Linked DNA regions of Mus musculus: all the other regions are linked to region 4. The links are chromatin contacts, called in public promoter capture Hi-C maps. All regions are on one chromosome and are shown on one strand. Each heading gives the region's core, a stretch centred on a gene start, on an enhancer-like site or on the middle of the called end of the contact. The rest is flanking DNA. Distances are from core to core; before and after follow the strand shown. Region 1 holds the start of Usp31 (ubiquitin specific peptidase 31). Region 2 holds the start of Nucb2 (nucleobindin 2). Region 3 holds the start of Mfsd13b (major facilitator superfamily domain containing 13B). Region 4 holds the start of Vps35l (VPS35 endosomal protein sorting factor like).

Region 1 (3,352 bases), core at 515-3,014, 3.0 Mb after region 4:
AGTCAGCCTTGGGCTACATAGTGGGACCCTGTCTCAAAAAAATAAAGAAGGCTGGTAGAAAATCAGGGTGAGACAACTGTCAAAAAATGGGGGCAACTATCAAACTGTGGAGTTCTAAGCATGAGGAAATGAGGGAAGGAATGGTAAAACTTATTTTTTCACTGTCCGACTCCATTCTCGCTAATATCATACCCATATCCCACCTCAAAGTATCCCTCATACAATCTCCAATCACCTCTCTGCTCAGCTTACAGTAAGAACCCAACTCCTTAGGATAGCCTAAATGACCCTTACCATCTGGACCAGCAAACTCCTCTGCTTCCCAATCTCATCCTCTTAGTGCACACGGGCAGCTGCAAGCCAAGGGCCAGGACCACCTCCTCCATCTATTACATCATCAAGTTCTGCCTTCTTCAAAGTACTATCTGATAACACCTGGTTCATTGTACTTAAGAATAGAAAGAAAAAAAAAAAAGCACTAAGCATGAACGGTACTAACATAGCTAAAGCACTTTATGTATCACACTGAACCCGCTAGAAGTGCCCAAACTGGGTAATCTCGCTGTCCAACGTAACCTGTCAACTTGCTAAACGTAAGTACCAGGTAAACGGGAGCATAAAGAGGCTCAGTGGTTTACTACTTAAGAAGCAGAAGCCGGATTCGAACCCAGATGGATAGATACTCTCCCACCAATACCCGCTCCAAAGATTGAAGTTCCATGAAGGCAGGGTCTTGGTCCTGGCAACATCCATCCCCAAGGCGGATCACAGGACCTGGCGCCCATGTTCTGGCGCTCGGAAGCCAAGCTGGCTGGATGAATGGTGGGAGGAATGCGTTCCTTTGTCATCTGGGTTATCTTCCAGAACTCTCTGAGCATCCAGCGCAGAAATCCTCCCGGCCCGAAGAGGAGGAGCCCAAGAAGCGCCCGAGCTCCAAGGCCCCCCGCCCCGGGCTCACCTTGAAGTCGCGGCTGTGTTGCGGGGTGTACTCCAGCGTCCAGAGCGCCCGCACCAGATGCGCCAGCTGCTCGGTGACCTCGCCCTGGCCGTGCGGCCCGCGGCCCGCCGGCTGCTCCGACTCCGGCTCTGGCTCCGGTCGGCCCGCCCGGTACTGGCCCAGAGCCAGGTACTCGGCGAAGAGCTCGGTGTTACTGAGGCACTGCAGCGTGGCGTTCATGAAGCACGTGTTGCCGTGGTTGCGGAGCCCCGCCACGCCGGGCACCGGCTCCGAGGCGCAGGCGGGAGGCGCGGGCGAGGCGGGCGGCGGCGGGCACGGCGGCGGCGTGGGCGCGGAGGCCGGCCCGGGCGGGAAGCAGCTGCGGAGGCCGCCGCGGTCCGGGGCGGCGCCCTCGGAGCTGAGGTGCGAGAGCGTGGACAGCGTCTTGAGGACGCGGCTCATGAAACTGCCCACCGAGCGCGCCGACGACGGCGACGAGGGCGCGGCCGGCCCGGGGCCGCCAGCGCCGCCGCCGCCCCCCGCGCGGCCACTCCGGAACAGCCGCTTGCTGAACGAGCGCTTCTCCTTCCCGCCCGCCGCCACCGGCGGCCCGGGCCCGGGCGCCGTTACCTTGGACATGGCGGCGGTTGCCGACGCTCATCACCGCGCCAGTCCGCCCGGACCGCGACTCCGCCACGGCCGCCGCCGCATCCCGCCGCCTGCGCCTCACCCGGCCCGGGGGGCTTCACGCCCTACACCACCTCAGAGCGCCGCGGAGAGAGCGAGCAAGAGAGCGGCGACCGAGGGGCGCGCGTGCGTCGCGCGGCCGCCCAAGTGGGCAGCTCACGTGACTCGCTGGCATCGCAGCCCCGCCCCGCACTGAAGCTGCGAGGCCGCCATATTGACTGTGGGAACAGCTCTCTCCCTGAACCCTGATTCAAGGACTCCCTCGGCTTAGGGCGTGGTTCTGCGTGTTGAAGCTCAAGACTGGCCATGTTTAGTATGGGCACGGTCCTAAACGTTAGGGCAGGCGCTGGATGGTGGATTTTAGGGGTGGGTCTCTGTCTTTGCTTGTCAAATAGAAAAGATCTAGAGAAAGTACTGAAATCAAGCTGCCACGTACCAGGTGGCAGAGGAGCTGATAGATACAGCTTTGTCTTGTCCCAGGCGGGTTAACTCAGCCTGGCTCCCGAGGGACTGCCGCGTACCCACCCGAACGTGGTCACGGAGCTGGCACATTCTGGTGGGCTTTTCTTTCAGGATGTACCTTGAGGTCTCAGCAAAGTAATATTATTAGAATTGCCTTGCTGAAAAGTTTTGTAAAATACAGCCTTTAAATCCTCTGAGCTCTCCCTTTAATCACTCAATAAACTGAGCATTTGCTCATTCATTCATTCAATCATTCATTCATCCATCCATTCATTCAGTAAATATAGCAACTGAACACTTGCTGTTTGCCAAATACTGTACTAAACTCTAAGGATACGACAAGACTGAAACTAACTGAGTTTCTGCTTGCCTTCCTATAGTGTACACTCTCAGTAGGTATTCATTCATGATTACCTCTGTATTCCACACACTATGCCAATCATGGAATACCTTCCTTGGTTTTCAGTTCAGTGCCTTTGACATCTCATTTAAACCCAAGTTTGGCTCAAAGACTTAACCTTTAAACCAAGGGTCACAGATGCACTACTATCGCAGAGGCTAGATAGGTCATAGCAATGAACAAAGAATCCTGGTGAGGGGTCGGTCATCTGCTGATCAGGTCATACTTCACATATCTTGGGAATACAAGAAATGTTGTGGACAGCGGCAACCTGCTAATTAACATTCTTCTAAAGAGATGGCTTTCGCTCACCTCCAGTCAGTTGTTCCCATGTGAGAATGAGGGCTTAGTGTTGCCAGATCAGCTGATTTTTAGAGAAAAGGTGGAAATTCTATTTTTAAATGTTGGTTCAATTTTTTTTAAAGGAAAAAAAACTGCATGGGAGAACAGCGTGCATTAAGGCTGCCTACTACTCAAAATCCACTGGTTTCTGACCTTCTCTTTGTATGTTCTCTTTGCTAAGAGATGAGCCTGAGCCCTGGTTACTGCAAAAAACAGATAATGGGAAAGAAAGCCCATAACATTTTAAAGATAGAAAGGCCACCCTACACCCATCTCAAAGCAAATAGTTTTGGCCTCTAGATTTCTACTCAATACTAAATATGGTATCCTGTAATGATGCTCTTGGTTTGCTCTGAATAGGCTCAAATCCCCTCCACTTCTACCTCCTAATTAAAACATCCATCTTAGCTGTACCTTGGGCTCCTTGTAGCATCAGAAAGAATGCCACTAGATCACAATAGAAACTGAAGCCTGTGGCCCTCCACCTTTGCACACATGCTTGCTGCTTCTAACGACTTGATCCC
Region 2 (3,574 bases), core at 114-2,613, 2.2 Mb before region 4:
GACGAGAGGTGTGGATAAGAGTTAAAATCTAGAGGCTGAGGTTTTGGTTTAGTCACCATCCCAAGAATGGCCGAGTTAGTACAATGTGACTGACTCTTTTTTATAGACTGTAAGTGTGTGTGTGTGTGTGTGTGTGTGTGTGTGTGTGTGTGTGTGGCTGTTACTGACCCCATTTTATACACAAGGAAATGGAAGCATAGTGCTCTGATACCTTCTTTAGGATGGGTTAGAAAAGTTGAGTGTTGCAAGAGAGAAGTCTGATCTCTAATGGTGCACACAGCCATTAACCCACGTTGTGTCTTGCTAACAGTGGTTTCCATTGCAGTCTACCCTCCCCTGGATCTGTGGGTTCTTCGTTTGTAGATTCAACCAACTAGAGATAGAGAGAATGAGACAGAGAGCGAGCGAGCGAGAGTGCTAAGTGCCAGCATTCGTGTGTCTCTCTCTGCTTCCTGATACCTTGTGCCAGCTGCCTCAAGCTTCTTCTACTGCTGTACTGAAGCACACCCTTAAACTGTGAGCAAAACAAACAAGCAAAACCCCAAAACCAAACCAAACCAAACCAAACCAAACCAAACCAAACCAAACCAAACCAAACCCCTCTTCCTTCTTTAACTGCTTTTCTTAGTATTTTTCGTTGCAGCAAGGAGACCAGCCAGTCAGTACACAACCTAGGACCTTTTTCTTTGGGTTGAAAAACAAAACAAAACAAAACAAAACAAAACAAAACACCCTAAAAATCAGTCAGGTGCGAGTAACTGGCACTCACGCTTCAAAACCAGCTCCAAGGCTCTAAAGCTTTTCTACCCTCCAAGCACGTACAAAATGCCCCACGGTTAAAATGTTGTTAATGTTAAATGTGTTGAAGATGTCTTGACTCCACGGGGCAGAGAGAAGAAAAATCTGTATCTGAGAGGTAAATGCTATTAAGTCACAGGGACTCAGGGACCACGATAAGGAGGGTGGGGGTACGTTAAATACCAGTCTGAGTCCCTGCAGGAAAGAGGCTCTCCAAGACTCACAAGAGGGCTACCACTTTTTTCTCCACCACTGTGGGCGCTGCAGGCTCATGCCAGAGACCAAGAACCTGGCAAACCCTAAGATTTTGTGGGGGATCCCCGGGCATCACTTCACCCTACTAAGCCATGCACTAAGAGCTAGTCTAAGACAGCAAGGGAAGGAAGAGGCGCGGCTTCCTCACGCTTCGGAGAGCGCCACGTCCCTCTTGGCTAGTTCTTCCAGAAGCGCCTTCGCGTAGGCGCGTCCCTGGACCAGTTCACCAATAGGAGTCCTCCGCGATCCGGAGCTGGACCAATTAGCGGCTGTGGGGGGAGGAGGCAGTCACCATGGCAACCAGGAGGCGGGCACGCATTAGGCTGTGGATCAGAGCAAGGCGGAGGGCCGTGGGCAGGGAAAACTGGTGTGCTCGCGGCGGGCATCAGTCGGCTTAGCCTCGCGCGCCGGGACCCTGCAGAGAAGGTCAGTGGCGCGGAGCAGGGTGTAGATCCCAGCCTCGAGGAGGCTGGACGGGTCACAGAAGAGAGGGCGCAGGTCTGTTCTTGCCCTGCCCATGGTTGTGGGCATGGAGGGCCGAGTTCTGGGCGGGCAAGGTTGGGGAGGGTCTCCCAGCTGAAGCCGGAGGCGTCGGGTCCACTCCACCACTCTTCTAGCTACAGAGCGCTTGAGCTTTTCTTCCGGGTGGGTAGCACGAGCAGGCAGAGTAGGTGCTGGACCCAGACTGGGGCGGGGTACGTGGGCGAGGGGCTCGCCCACTGGTGAGGTCTCTGGACCTATCGATTCCCGGCTGATGCTCCGCGCCCCCCCGCCCCCCTCCAGTTGTGGAGCAAAGCTAGGCCCAGGAACACAGCTCTTCCCCGGGGTATGTGAAACCAGCATCTGCCACTAAGGAGAAAGTTCCTGCCAGCTGTAGTATCGTTTGCCCCAAAGTGACAAATTAGGTGAAAGAGGATACATTTTGATTTAGGGGGAAGAGAAAGATGTTACTTTCTTGTTGCACCTGCTGAATGTTACCTCCGTGGGCTGGTGTGGTTATTGTGGTTGATACAGACAGCAGTCTTACCAGACAGTTATTTTGCAAAATCAGAAAGGGGTGGAGGGGAAGAGAATGAAAATGAACAGGAACCCTTGTTCTGATAATTTATACCTTTTACACGGGTTAATGTACCTTTTACACAATTGAATGCCGAGTGCTATCATCTAAGTTTCTTATTTAAGAAACTGTGGATAAATAATATACATTTTATCCCCCTCCCCAATCATCCTGATTTTGACAAAAGGCAGGAAAGTGGTGACTCACACAATATCAGCTGTTAGGGGAGCCTGAGGCAGGAGGATACGGGGCTTAAATGAAAATATTTGTTATAGTGAGTTACAGTTAATTTTGGGATTTCCCTACAGGAAAGCTTAAAATGTTGAGATGATTGTCCCAAAGAATTGTCAAGAGGTGATAGTATTCTACCAGGCATTTGGACCAGGGAGCCTTTGGCTATTTAAATTGCTTCTTAAGGTCTTCCCTGGCTGGTTTTGTTAAGAAACTGGACTTGAGTAATGCTCAGATTATTTTATCTTAGAAATTGTATCAGGAGTTTTCCCTCACATAAGCTGTGTTATGGTTCTATAAAACTCAAATTCAACAAATAATGGTCCATGTTCCAACACATGTTCCTTGGTTAACACAATTAACAGGGTTGCACATTAAAATAATGGAAATTTAGGATTACAAATGAAATCTCAGATAGTATCACTCTAGTTATTAGGTGAGCACAGGACTCTCCATCATTAGGTTTGTCTGATGTGGGTCAAAAATTCATTTCCAAGAGCCATCTAGATGACTCGGTGGATAAAGGCGCCCGCAGCCAAGCCTGATCTCCCTCTGAGTTTGGTCCCAGTGACCCATAGGGTAGAAGGGGGCACCAGCTTCTGCAAGGTGTCCTTTAAAACATCCATAAATACATTGTAACAATTCCTCTCTGCCTCCTTGTGGGTTTACAGATGCTGTTCTTAGGCTATTTTCATTTACCCACTGCTCTGTGGTGGAGCCCCTGTCGCATTTACTCTCCTCTGTTCCCTAAGGTACTTACTGTTCATTTCATACTGTGTGTGTGTGTGTGTGTGTGTGTGTGTGTGTGTGTGTGTATAGGCTAGAGGCCCATTTCAGATGTCTTCAATTACTTCCCACCTTATGTTTTGAGACCTGGAACTCACCTATTTGGCAGAGTATCTGGCCAAGGATCTCTATGGATCCTCTGTCTCCACCTTTCAGTTTAAGCCTTCTGAGTGCTGGCATTACAGATGTTGACATGACTTTTGCCAGGTTCGTTTGTGTTCACTAAATACAAAGTGAAATGTAATCATAAGAAGGCAATTGGGACACTTTTCAAATCAGTAGTTATTGATTATGGGCGTTAGTTCTGGTGTCTTTGTTTTAGGATATGTTGTGTGTGTCACTGCAGACAGCAGTACAATAATGTATGTTAAACTTGTGGCCTACTTCCTAAGGACACTTTTAGTGACTGGTGTCTGCAAAATATTTCTTGAGTATTTGGGAGTTGGA
Region 3 (3,332 bases), core at 348-2,847, 2.2 Mb after region 4:
GAGATATTAATTTTCCCAAAAAGTTTGGAGTGGAGATCATTATACAGAATAGCACAAAGGATTCCTGCGGATCCCTCAGCATGGTGGTTAACAATGTCTACTCTGGGGTCTGCCGTGAATACCTAGTCTCCCCAACAGTATCTTCTTCAGCCAGAGGTACCTACTGCAGCACCTTATGCTATTGGGAGAATTAAAGGAGCCTACCAGGGTGTTGAGGGCCGGCCTATCAGTGTCCCCAAACACAAAATCCTGCTATGAATGTACAAGAAAATGGGCCACTGGCTTCAGACTGGGGGCACTCTTGAGATTGTCTCTGGAGATGCCCCGATGCAAGAAAACCAAGGCAGGATTATTTTTAATTGAAAACCCGAAAGAAAGATAAGCGCATGATAAGAGCTGCCCTCGAATAATTTCATTTAGCCCCCGATGAACGATGGCTAAGTAATAAATTAAAACACAAAACAAAACAGTTTAATACCCAACTGAGTAAGCTGTAAACTGGGATGCTAAGAAACTGAACAGTGTCTACAGGCTCCTCATACTCGGCTTTAGGGAATCCACCTAAATCTTTTAGCCTCTGCTTTCTGGAAAACGGGACAAAAAAAAAAAAATTTACTCTCACAGAGAGATGGCGCGGGTACCGCACAGCAGCACTGCCCTCCCACCACCTGCAGCGGCTTTGCAGACTCTGCGGACCATGAAAGGCGATGTGGGGCAGGCAGGGCAGCACGACCCGGACCCAGGCCAGCAGCTCGCCTCTAGAGCAGGACAAGCTGGTCCACTCCTGCCCACCTCAGAGGTCCATCCGCTCATACCCGGCAAGCGCTTTCTTAAAGCACCGAGCATCAGCCTGTGTGGCGCACCCGCAGGGCCGTGGGCCGCGCGCGCTTGCTCTCTGCGGTCGGGATGGGCGGATCCGTTGCCAGGTGAGGGCAAGAAGCACCGGGCCGCGGCATCCCAAACCTCCAGCCTAAGGAACTTTCTAGCACTTTCCACACCTGCCACCCCCGGACTCCCACCCCAACAATCCCGCCCCCCCCTCCCGACCGGCGACCTCGCCCTCACCTTGCTGGAGGTCCCGGTGGTCGTACCACGGCTCATCCTCCATCTCGAACTCCTCCACTAGGTTATCTGCCAGCATGTCGCCGGGGACGTCCGGGGGCAGCGGGCTCTGCCGCCGCCCTGCCGTTTCGGCCGCTGCCCCGGGCTCTCCCCCGGCCCCGCCGCCCTCAGCCAGAGCCACCCTGGGGCGGGACACGCAGGTCCCGCAGCAGCTCTCGCCGCTATCCCGCGCCGCCCAAAGGCCGGCGCCCTAGCGAGCGCGCCCCGGGTGGCGCCGGGAGCCGGCTCCTCACGCCTGCTGCCCGGCCCAACGTGGCACTTTGGCAGAACCCTCCCAAAGCCGGGGAGACGATTCAAACCCGGGAGGCACCTTGACCAATCACGAATGAGCCGCCTATAGAGTGACAGCGACTTCAGCCAATAGAATATCAAAAAAGGTCGCGGGTCCGAGGACCATCAGCCAATAATAGCTTAGGAAGGAACAAAGGAGGCGGGGAAAGACGAAGAGGGTGCGGTCGGCAGCCCCTCCTCTTTTGTCTGCGTCGCGTCTCCTCAGTTGAGTGCACTCCAGTTCCGGAGTGTGGAGGTGGCTTTGGCGAACACCGGGTGCCGAGGACTACTAATTCTGGGCACGGGTCATCATCTTCCCACCCGAGGGTTTCGGATGCGGGCCAACTCTCCTTGGCTCTGCCCTCGGTGATGCTCGGAGGGAGACTCATGGTCCGTCGGGAAGTTAAAGCCGAGAGAACGCTACTGAGTGAGAGCTGCTCCTCAATCTTGGAGCCCTGGCCTTCCAGGGGCCTGGCTATGAACTCCTAAAAGGGCAGTCACCAACCCCACTTCACACTCCAGAGTCCCGGGCTGGCCAGTGGAAGCCGCCTCCCCTGAGAAAAGTTGCCACAGTTTTGCATAGAATTTCTTAAAGGTTCATAGAGCCCAGGATAAATACCTAAGATCAGGCATTGCACTTGGTGGCCAGCTTGCCGGCGTCAGCTTGTTAACACAGCCGTAACTACTGTTTCTTGGGTTAAACTTTTAATATATTTGGGTACCTCACTTAGGGAAACTCTCAGAGGGCAGAAAGGTCGGCGCAGATGTTTGGGATGTTATAACTGATAGCATCTACAGAGGACGGGAGAAGAACTGTGACAACTGAGGGGGGGAGGGGATGTTATAACTGATAGCATCTACAGAGGACGGGAGAAGAACTGTGACAACTGAGGGGGGGAGGGGAGTAATTACTCAGGTTTGGCAGTAGTGATTTGGTAGAAACCTCCTGAAGTTAACTCCTTCACACAGATCCGGAGTGTCACCCGAACTAAAGTGGAAAGCAGTTGAAAGTTTGCCTTATCCAAAAAAAGCACCAGTTGTGGCCTTAAAATAGTGTACTCAGATTACTATGGCTTAAAACAGGAGAAATTGCTAGGAAGAAGCTACAAATCCTCAGAGATACTTTTATTTCTCTGAGATCTCGGGTAATTTGGAGGAAGGAATACTTCACCCTAATTTCTTTTTTCAGTGCTAACGATGCCTTAGGCGTGCCACTCTCCATCATTCTTGTGGGTCCTAAGATGCTCCTTTTCAGATCAGTGTAACATGCACCTGTTCCTGGGAACATGGTCTTGTGAAGGTCAAGAAAGCCTCCCCATTGTGAGGTTGGTTTGTTGTTTGTACAGAGTCTCACTGTGCAGCCCCAGCTTTGCCTAGCACACTATGTAGATTAGGCTGGCTCTGCCTCCAGAGTGCTGGGATAGAAGGCACACAACCATCAAACCCTGTCCCTACAGGAATGTTGTTCTGGCGAGATTTTCCTCTTCATTCCTTAAGAAAGACTCCTTAATAGACCTTAAGGTACCAAGAACCTAGGGTTAGAAATCTAATTGTCTATCCACAGTTTGTACTAGCAAAGCAGGCGTTAGCTCACCACTTAGGGGAGAAATGACCTCTTTGCTCAAAGAGCTATGAGAATCAAAGAAACTGTGCCCAAGAAAGCTGTGTTGTTTCTAACACTTATTGTGAAGGGACTGTTAAAAAATAACAGCATCAAAATAATACACTTCCTTCTCTTTTTGCCTCCCTCTTCCTTTTTCTTTTTCCTGTTCTCCCGTGGTACTACCAAGGGCCCACTCACATGCAAGGAGAAGTTCCAAGCCACTGTCCCCAGCCCATGAGTATCAAAATAAGTAGTAATAGCAACAGATTGCAGTTTGTTAATGATGAATCCATGGTGATATAAATGAGAAAAAAAATTTCCTTATGAGGAATGCCAA
Region 4 (3,483 bases), core at 603-3,102:
ACAGAAAGCCAGAGAGAGGGAGAGAACAAGAGAGAGAGGGAGAGAACGAGAGAGAGAGAGAGAGAGAGAGAGAGAGAGAGAGAGAGAGGAAGAAGGAGGAGGGGAGGGAGGGAGGGGGAGAGGGGGAGAAAGGTGTGCTGTCTCAAAACGTAAGTTGGAGAGTAATAAAGGAAAATACTAGCTATTGACCTCTGGCCTCCATATGCTCATACATGGACAATCAGACATGTGCACATGCCACACACACACAATTAGAAGCTGAGTGCAGTGTCCCATGCCAACAACCCTAGCACCTACCAGGCTAAGGCAGAGGACCAATACCTCCAGGCCAGCCAGGACTACAAAGTAAAACCATTTTCAACAACAATGTAAGCAAAGGAACAAAATGTTTCCATTTAAAACTGCTCTCTATATTCAGTGTTTTTCCATGGCCCTTCTCCAGTTTCTTTAAAAGATTCTTTTTTTTAGACTTAGTTATTTGATGTATATAAATATTTTGCCTGTATGTGTGTCTCTATACCACATGTACCTCTGTAGGCCAGAAGAGGGCATCAGATCCCCTGGGACTGGAGATACAGATGGTTGTGAGTTTGGGTTCTAGAAATCAAATCTGGGTTTTCTGGAAGAACAGCAAGTGCTTACCAGATAACGCATTTCTCCAGCCCAGATTTTACAGTTCTTTAGGGACACTGACAGAGATGCCACAAAACCATGGTCTTAGCATGTGGTAAGAAGAACCCTTTAGTTATCTATCCTTTCCAGAAATGTAGCCTGTTTTATGATAGTTCCCCATCATCTATTTTATACATAAGATGGGATGGGTTTGACGAATGTACGAAGGACAATTGGTCCCCTGCCTTTAGTGCCTCATAGTTGCTTCTTACCACCCAAACTGCTACCATTCTTTCAAAGGAACCACCAACAGCAGTGTCCCCTAGAATTGTACACACAACTATCCCAGAGCCACTGTTTTACAGTCCCCAGGCAAGTGGCATGCCCATTTACAGTAGATGCCCTGCTCTGTTATAGACCAGGGTCAGCGCTACAGAGAGAAAGGCTCTGAGAGCAAAGGCCAACCAAGAGCAGCCTGTCTTGCCTGCCTCACTAACTACAGCATCTGAGGTTTGCCCCGGAGACAGGGATTTTATAACCTCCTGTCACCTTAGCAGTTAGCTCAGTTTCACAGAGGAAGAAACTGGGACTCTGAAAATGTCAGTCCTAGTTAAAGTATATTCCGTTGCCTTTTCCAGAACGCATAAGAGGATGCTGCTCTTTCCATAAGGAAATGCACTTGGGAGTAGAACCAGGATGGTATGAATAGACAGTCTGCTAATTTCCCAGTCTTAATCCATTCTTATTTGAGTTAGAGTTTGACACTCACCAGCTTTGAGCATCAGTTTTCCAAAAACAAGTGATTAATGATAGATACTCCAGAAGTTTCTATTGAGAAGGGAGTGGGCAAAGTGCATTGAGTGCAGTCACCCTATCATAATTTATCCATGGGGGTGGGGTGGGGTGGGGCTTAAAACAGGAGCGCCAAAGTTCTGTGGTCAAGAACAGAACTTGCTTGCCCGTATTCGGACGTAGATTGTCAGTAGTGGGGGGAAAATGCCCAAAGTGTTCATCCTTACGAAGCATGAAGAGAACCCACACCAAACAGAATTCACTTCATAATCACTTGTGTCTGGCCCTCAGCAGGGATGGGTGTGTGCACTCCTTTTTGTCACTAGAGGGCGCAGGCGGGCCAAGCAGCCAGTGGCGTCTTACCCCTTACAAGACTGGGGGGCGGTGTGTGTGTGTGTGTGTGTGTGTGTGTGTGTGTGTGTGTGTGTGTGTGTGTGTGTGAATGGGATGGCTCAGAAGGTAATGGCATCGTGTGTGTGTGTGTGTGTGTGTGTGTGTGTGTGAATGGGATGGCTCAGAAGGTAATGGCATCTAGTGCCAAGCGAAGAAAGGACCAACACCTGTCCGTTATCCACTGACCTCCGTGCACATATTTACATAATACGAATGGGATTTAAGCAAGGCGTGGTGATGCAGGCCTTTAATCCCATCATTCGGAGGCAGACGTAAATGGATTTCTATTAACAAAATAAAAAGAAAAAATAAAATCAAGGCCGATGACGGAGCTTGGGTTTTGCCGGGCCATTGCCCGATACAACTGCGGAGGATCGGAATCCGGAGGAAGTTGCCCCTCACAATCATGGCGGATGACGGAGCCCGGGATCTTCAGAGCGGAAGCTGCCCTTCACAATCATGGCGTCTGGGGCGGGGCCGAGCTTCCCTGGATGTGAGAAAAGGGGCTGGACGCGGAAAACAGGCGATCATGTGACTGGGAAGATGGCTGTCTTTCCCTGGTAAGGAAAAACCCGCTAGTAGGCTTCGGGGAGGGCTCCTCTCAGTGGGGGTGGGCAGTCCTCCTTGTTGGGATCGGTGGCCTCCGTCCCCGCCCGGGCTGTCAGGACTACGGAAGAGCAGAACCGCTGTCAGTACTCTGCTCCTCTCCTCTGTTCCGCAGCTCCTTCACTCAGACGGACTCCATCCAAGGCTTCCGCCTCCTTGGGAGACGTTGGCACGCCTGGGAGTTCTGGGGAAGGGGATGAATTCGCCCGGAGTCTGCACCTGGGAGACCTGGTCGCTTGTTCCTTGAGCTCCTTAGACTTTCTCATCTGTAAAGTGGGACCATTCACCCTACTCTATGTAGGGTCCCCAGACACGCTTCTTTACCTCGTTGTTCAACGTAGTAGAACGTATTAGAGAGAGGACACGCCCAAAGGAGAGAGGGGGCAGTCAGTCAACTCCCCTGGCGGCTTGGGTAGACTGCAGAGAAGAGCCTTCAACTGGGTCTTGCAGGATGCATACGAGCTCACCAAGCAGGAAGGAATAGTGTGTACCCAAGTGACTGGCATACGGGCCTTTTTGTGCTTAGAAGTGAGGTGACCTTTAGGTTGTCACAGGTGATTTGTGTCGATAAAGAACCCACATAGGATAAGCGGATGATAATGTGGTTGGACGTTGGAGACCTTGCATCTCAGGGGCAAAATTTCTGCGTTTGAGCATGAAAGAAATTTGTAGCGCTAGGCCTTGAACATAACCAACATCAACCCTCTGGCTTTTTGGCCGGACACTTTAATTCACTCCACCCTGCAGACTCTTAAGTGACCACTTAAGGACACAGCACGTCAGCGTGGTGCCGTATCACACCGTGGGTTGGCTTCACCTGCTTGTGCTGGCTTAACCTTGGATGTTTTCGTTTTCCATACTGCTGAGACCCCAGCTCTGCTCGTGCCTATGGTCTCTGTAGCCGTCTCTCTTGAGCAAGTGTGTGGGAGTGCACGCCCATCTTTCAGTTTTACCCACTGACTTCGTGTTCTTTAATGAGAGAGACAGAATTGTGTCCGTCTTCTTCCCGGTGATTGTTCCTGTCGATGCATGAGGGAGCTGATGAGGCCCAGGGGAAGTGTGCCTCTGCTCCAGAGAGCG

What was found. Promoter capture Hi-C pulls out the DNA fragments that hold promoters and counts their contacts. Capture Hi-C pulls out chosen DNA fragments and counts their contacts.
Region 1: a promoter capture Hi-C map of adipose tissue shows a contact between it and region 4, with 4 times the contacts expected there. The contact joins the promoter of Usp31 here to the promoter of Vps35l in region 4. A contact is called at or near these places in 3 of 39 promoter capture datasets (cranial neural crest, liver and pre-B cells), 1 of 115 datasets of contacts at active chromatin or transcription factors (astrocytes) and 2 of 9 other capture datasets (adipose tissue and liver).
Region 2: a promoter capture Hi-C map of pre-B cells shows a contact between it and region 4, with 5 times the contacts expected there. The contact joins the promoter of Nucb2 here to the promoter of Vps35l in region 4. A contact is called at or near these places in 1 of 39 promoter capture datasets (pre-B cells), 1 of 115 datasets of contacts at active chromatin or transcription factors (astrocytes) and 1 of 9 other capture datasets (pancreatic islet).
Region 3: a contact with region 4 is called in a promoter capture Hi-C map of embryonic stem cells, with 4 times the contacts expected there. The contact joins the promoter of Mfsd13b here to the promoter of Vps35l in region 4. A contact is called at or near these places in 2 of 39 promoter capture datasets (embryonic stem cells and hippocampal neurons).

What each region holds. Positions count from the first base shown.
Region 1 is chr7:121,705,678-121,709,029 of GRCm38.p6, forward strand. It overlaps Usp31 (ubiquitin specific peptidase 31), which reads right to left and starts at 1,765. Exons shown (of 16, transcript NM_001033173.2): 1 at 959-1,765. The coding sequence starts at 1,576.
Region 2 is chr7:116,503,006-116,506,579 of GRCm38.p6, forward strand. It overlaps Nucb2 (nucleobindin 2), which reads left to right and starts at 1,364. Exons shown (of 14, transcript NM_001130479.2): 1 at 1,364-1,479.
Region 3 is chr7:120,980,912-120,984,243 of GRCm38.p6, forward strand. Mfsd13b (major facilitator superfamily domain containing 13B) reads left to right here and starts at 1,598. Exons shown (of 8, transcript NM_001374644.1): 1 at 1,598-1,819. It overlaps Cdr2 (cerebellar degeneration-related 2), which reads right to left and starts at 1,401. Exons shown (of 5, transcript NM_007672.2): 1 at 1,066-1,401. The coding sequence starts at 1,141.
Region 4 is chr7:118,738,419-118,741,901 of GRCm38.p6, forward strand. Vps35l (VPS35 endosomal protein sorting factor like) reads left to right here and starts at 1,853. Exons shown (of 31, transcript NM_027815.4): 1 at 1,853-2,357. The coding sequence starts at 2,257.